Linked DNA regions of Bombyx mori: region 1 is linked to region 2. A link is a contact called in public Hi-C data. All regions are on one chromosome and are shown on one strand. The core of a region is the stretch at or near the end of the contact, and the rest is flanking DNA. Distances in the headings are between cores, read along the strand shown.

Region 1 (3,013 bases), core at 285-2,784, 140 kb after region 2:
GGCCCAGCGAAACTGTTGTCTTAACTTTTAATGGTCAAAAACTGCCTCATAACAACTTTCTGTTCCATAATAGCCTTGTTGTCGAATTTTATAAATACCCGGTAGTCCAATGTTACAAATGCTGTAGGTATGGACATGTACAAGTACAATGTAGGTCGAAAACTCGGTGCCACAAGTGCTCAGAGGACCATCCTGCAGAGACATGCGATGTCGCTCCTATGCCGATATGCCTATGTCGATGCTATGTGTTGCGCCTTTTGTCATGCTAATCACTCGGCCCTTGACAAAACGAGCCCGGAATACATGCGACAATATCAAATCAAAACACTTATGTCCGCTGAAAACATATCATTCCAAGAAGCCTCTAACCGCTTAGCACCTATCAGACGACCTTATGCTAACGCAGTAAAATAACTCCTTTATCGCCCCATCCAAACCTGTTAGACCAAACTACACAAGATAATACATACCCACCTTATTTCTTACAAAAAGACCATCTTCCTGACGCCCACTCCTGATATGGCTATTTCAAAAGTCGCCGAACTTTTAGACTCCACTGTTAAATTTTACTAATATCAGTATAAACTAATATTAGAGAAATAAAAATTGGCCCTTCCTTCTTAAAAGCTTGGAAAAAATTACATTCCTCTCGACATCAGCTGTGTAATCTAATATGCTAACAATTTATGAGACACTGCTTAATGCTCTCTACCACGTCCCTAAAATTGTACAAGATATTGGCTTAAATGAAAACAACTTTGATATTAATTCTAATTTCTTATAAAATTGTTACTGAGAAATTGCCTGGCTGGTATATACATTTTACACTGATGCATCAAAATTGAATTCGAGTAGGAACGTGGGCGCTGCTTTTCTTAATGCAACTGCTAAAGTTTGGAGTTTACATAAATTACCTGTTGAGGCAAGTGTTTTTAGTGGAGAATGCATAGTTATTTTAAGCTACATTACTCATATTCTGGAAAAATCATTCAACCCTTCAGTAATTTTCAGCGTAGCCTTAACTAGTAGGTGAGGTCCTCTAGGGTAGGGGCTAATCCTTGGAGGACATTCTACCACTAGCCAAATCGCTGAATCTATCATCTCCAATCATTGGATCAGTTCCGCGACCCTCAGAAGATCCGGCGAAGAAACTTCACTAAGTTTCTCATCCACTGGTTACTACTACTACATTAAGAGGATTATCGCAAAGGGCCGCTTTCTCTAAGAAACTTTCTGACGCCGTCTTCAGATGCTCGTGTAACTAATGCAGTATCGTCGTGAAACTTTATTCCTGGCGTATCATGTTGCTCTAACAGATATCGGGCAAAAGCGCGATTGGTTGACCTGAAGAGAATTCAAGTGCGTGTAGGCCGCATTAGTGAATCTTACACTTGTATAGGTCATGTGGAACGTATGCAATTTTGCAGTGTTTGTAAATCTTACTAAGGACTTAGTGTCTGAAAGAGCTCAGAATGAACCAAAATCGATATTTGTTTCAAAAGATATGTATTATGGGCCATGTTCCCTTTGCCTCAAATCAAATTTAAAAAAATGTCAGATCAACAAAATTAAATAACAAAGTCAATTTTTAATAAAATTTCGATTTCATGCACCTACTTACATGATAAAATTGCAATATTTACGAAATAAGTATATTATGAATGTAACATGTAGTTTCGAGCAATCCAACGTCAGAATCGAATGTAGTGAAAACATAGTGAAAATTAAATCAGTGAGAAATTGACGTCTTTGATGTTTAGTGCTGGGTTTCTTTACAAAGTTATGATTGTAACTCTTAAATAATAGGCGTATTATATATGACTGTAATGAACCAGACCTCTGGTTCTCATGGCATTTTTGATTGTGAGTGAAGGATTCTTCTGTATCTGCAAACTTTTAACTAATTCATAATTGCTATTTTATTGGTAGGAATATCGTCAACTTATTTAACAAACTACCTAACTTACAATTTCCGCAATTTACTTTTTGTGTAGCTAAGAATAGCTTTGTATGATTGCAACAATTACAATATTATGAAATCCTTGATTGCATTATCAATTTATTTGAGCGTGGAAAGTAAACTGAATGTTATTCAAATTCAAATTCAAAATCATTTATTTCAACTTGGATGTCATCAAAAACACACTTGTTGAATGTCAAAATGTAAAAGAAAATGTTAACTCTATCACATCATACTACTCTACCACATCAATGACTTGTCATCAATGAATGTTTAGTTACTAGACTTAGATTTTTTAGTTTTCATTTACTTTCTATTACTGAAGAAGCAACTACCATCTTCATTATTATCAATATTGTCTAAACTGTCATTATTATCTATACCAAATGATAAGTTATAAACACCATTATAGTTCACCATCAACATATAATATTGTTTATCATTTGGTTAAACTTTCCTCTATGGTCTGTCGATTTTTGGGTTGGGTTTACCCCCTGCATCATTCCCACCCCGCGGAACCCCATGGTTATGAAGATATTCACGGTTAATGTTTTGAGGTTAAAATAGCACTATTTAGTCAAAATAAAGGAGGGAGGGGGGAGTAAGGGCTAACCCCCTGCACTATACCCACTCCGCGGAGCTCCATGGTTATAAAGATCTCCACGGTTAATGTTTTGAAGTTAAAATAGCACTATTTAGTCAACATAGTCGTTTAAAAGTTGTCGTGGCCTAACGGATAAGACGTCCGATGCATTCGTGTTGAGCGATGCGTCGGTGTTTGAATCTCAGGCGGGTATCAATTTTTCTAACGAAATACGTATTCAGCAAATGTTCACGATTGACTTCCACTGTGAAGGAATAACGTCGTGTAATAAAAATGAAACCCGCAAAATTATAATTTGCGTAATTACTGGTGGTAGGACCACTTGTGAGTCCGCGCGGTTGGGTATCACCACCCTGCCTATTTCTGCCGTGAAGCAGTAATGCGTTTCGGTTTGAAGGGTGGGGCAGCCGTTGTAACTATACTGAGACCTTAGAAGTTATATCTCAAGG
Region 2 (3,302 bases), core at 727-3,226:
CATGTCTGCTAATTACTACATACACCACCGAGTCACTCAAACATTTTAATCTCGCTTTTTTTTTATTGTCCGTCCATGTCCACCGAGACAGAAAGAGGCGCACTATCTCTGTCGCACACTACTTATTACCTTTTTCAGTCGTTGTTCGAATGCGGTAATGTAAAGTTGTACTATTGAAATGTCTTGCGAGACAGAGACAACACGCTACGAAGACGAAATTAGCCGATTGTCTCTTTCCAAAAACCGATGTGCAGTATTTATCGTCGGGTACTGTAACGTAAACGAAGCGTTCGAAATAATTTATTGATAATAAAAAACGCAAGATAATAAATTGTAAAATTAGTTTTAATTACACTGTAAAGTGCTTTTAAAGGTCAGTTTCACTAAAACAATTCTTTGTTTTTGTTTCATTACTTGTCAGGTAAACCGTCCAGTCCCGGAGACAATGTGGCGATACCAGGTGTTTTTAACTGCCGTTTTACCAACCCAGTTAATAATAGGTAAGTAAATTTGCCTAGATTAAAACAATTTTTGCAAATTTAACAAGTTTTTTCTTATTGCTTAGATGGGTGAATGAGCTCAAAGCTCACCTAGTGTGAAGTGGTTACTGGAGCCCATAGACATCTACAACGTAAATGCGCCACCCATATTGCGATATAAGTTCTAAGGTCTCAGTATAGTTACAATCACATTAGTTCATATCAAATAAATTGATTACGCAATGGAAATTTGACGGTATTAAGTGAACCCGTCAATGTAATGTAAAATTATTGATTCGTTAATTAATAATTTGTTATAATGTAATTAATACAATAGAACTTCATCGGCACTATAAATAATAACATTTTCTGTTATGTCCGGCGACTGTGAATATGATTAAAAGATTTTTTTTTTAGGTTTTAATTTTAAATTCAAAAAAACATATATTAACACATGTTTTAAATTTTAATTTAATTTTTGTTCCTTTCATGACAAAAACTATACAATATTCGAAGTATCTTTTCAACATATTGATTGATAAGGACAAATTTAAAATAGTGGAGATACAACCTTTTCTTTCTGATATCTTTGAATGTTTGTTGGGTTCCGTCGCCGAAGACGACTATAATGGCGCGTGTTGGTTTAGTGCAGCAAACGGCCGTAAGAAGAAGAAGCCGACGTCGTTCGTGCCTCCCCCCGCGCACCCCCCCGCGGCTCACCCCGCGCCCCTCCCCGCGCACTCCTCTGCCGCCTTCTGGAGACGCCCGCTGGCCGGCGCACATCCACATCACGTCAGTACACCACAGTTTCTTCTTCTTTATTTTTTAGCTCCGGCACGGTTTGTGCATTAGCCAGCGTCAAGTAATATTATGGTTCTATTGTCAAACACTATTATAATTCGATAATATAATCACAGTGTTCGCCAAAGCTGCACTATAGATAAATAATATTAAAAACAAACAATATTAATGATTAATTACATACAAATCCACCCAAAAAAAATACTCTACCAACACATTCAGCAGCAGATCGGAATGTTTTAGTACAGACATCGTAATCTTCATCATACGTAAGCATCATCATCATGCTCCTCCACCGCCATTGCTACAATGTCCTGTTTATTTCTACCGCGAATAACCGGCGGGGTCCTTATTCATATTTAGATCGATAAATAAAAACAAATTGACAAACAAAAATCGACACATGTAATCGATACATGTAAATAATTTTTTTGATATAGTAACACAGTATAACGTGCTTTCCTAACAGGGAGGCTCGTCGGAGAACGAGGGATCAAGCGTCGGATCCCGCGTCAACATACAGCAAAAGTTACAGGAGAAGAAACAAAAGCAGCTCGCCGAACTGCGCGTCATAGAGGAGGAGATCAAACAGGGCAAGCTCGCCAAGACGACGCCCGTCGCCGCCGAGGAGATCTACAGCAGCCTCCAGAGGCAACCGATACCGAGGGCGAAGACGCACGCCGAGCCCCCGCCCTGGCCCTCCATAGAACTCACGCACTCCTACCAGAACTACCCGGTGCTGCCTCACAACTGCGGCCTCTACCCTGCCTACACGGATAAACAAGACTTCGGCGCACAGAACAATGAGGACGCGAACGATCTAAAGATGAGGAGGATACAGAATCGATACGAAAACAGAACGTTCTATGAGAGTCCGGCCGGTGCCAGGAGCGAGGGCAGACCGCCGCTGCGTTCACCGAACTATATCGACAACAGGACCTACGACAGCAACTGCGCCAGTCCCAGGACCCTCAATAGTCCCGGGAACTACATAGCCGACGTCGCCAGTACTAACTACGACGCCATAGACAAACCCCGAAACGGCCTGTACAGCGAGGAGCATAGACAATTAGGAGAATATTCCGGTTACTGCGAAAACAATCAGTACAAGTACGAAGGGAAAGACGAGTACGCGTCCGCCTTGCATAACGCTTTATCGAACGTCCAGACCATAGATAATATGCGGAGTTATAACGAGAGCGGTGCGCAGTATGGCCAGAACTGTGAAAGGTTCGTGTATTCAGGGTTGCCCGGAAAGAAAATGGAACAGATCAGGAAAATGCAGAGGTGCAGGACTCCTGAGATATTATTGGCGCCCCATTATTTGGAGGGCTGCAATAGACAAGTGTGCTGTCAATGGGGACCCCCGTATGGGTAAGTTTTGTACTTAAAAAAATATTTATATTCCCTTCCGTTTAACAAACTACTTTTTAAATTAATATGTTATCTGTGGCCAATTGCAAAATAGTATTATTTAAATTAACCATTTGATTGCTGTGTAGGCCACGGGTGCCCTACGCGGCGCCCTGAAGTAATCATGTCGATTTCTGTTACTAAAGCGCCGGAATATCTAGTAGAACTGGGAAAGATAAATCCGAATCAATACTGAGAATACTATTTTATCACACCTAAAAGACTAAGGCATACATTAACCAACAAAAGAAGGCAAAGGGTTAGGCAATCCAGGAGTCTTAGTAACAGACATAATTATATCAGTGCGCCGCGTAGGGCACCGGTGACCTACATGGCAGTCAAAGGATTAAAACCTATTTCGTCATCAAAGGAAGTGAGGCTTTTCGAAAACTAATTTTTTTTTAGTAACAGAAAGAGTACGCCGCTCTAGGCTTTTCGAAAACTTTTTATTTTTTTATTTTTTTGAAGTGAAAACTTCTTTAGAATCGTTGTGATTTCAAACCGGATGCAACGGAAAAAACGACAGGTAAGAGACACAAATACAAAAATGTGTAGGATGAAGCCAGCAAAGAATGAGACAGAAATATACATACTATTTAATACAGCGCC

What was found. A called contact is a pair of places that touch in the nucleus more often than the background predicts.
Region 1: a Hi-C map of middle silk gland shows a contact between it and region 2, with 1.6 times the contacts expected there. The contact joins the promoter of LOC110384711 here to the enhancer-like site in region 2. A contact is called at or near these places in 2 of 7 Hi-C or Micro-C datasets (middle silk gland and whole pupa).

The regions. Positions count from the first base shown.
Region 1 is chr20:6,320,641-6,323,653 of ASM3026992v2, forward strand. It overlaps LOC110384711, which reads left to right and starts at 1,535. Exons shown (of 11, transcript XM_062674354.1): 1 at 1,535-1,863.
Region 2 is chr20:6,181,150-6,184,451 of ASM3026992v2, forward strand. LOC101742588 reads left to right here. Exons shown (of 15, transcript XM_012689699.4): 10 at 422-500; 11 at 1,127-1,271; 12 at 1,750-2,654. Among protein-coding and RNA genes, the nearest start is that of LOC134200752, 7.2 kb to the right of the region's middle. Within about 2 kb of position 1,977, at least 3 of the 8 cell types and tissues checked have open chromatin away from gene starts, as enhancers often do.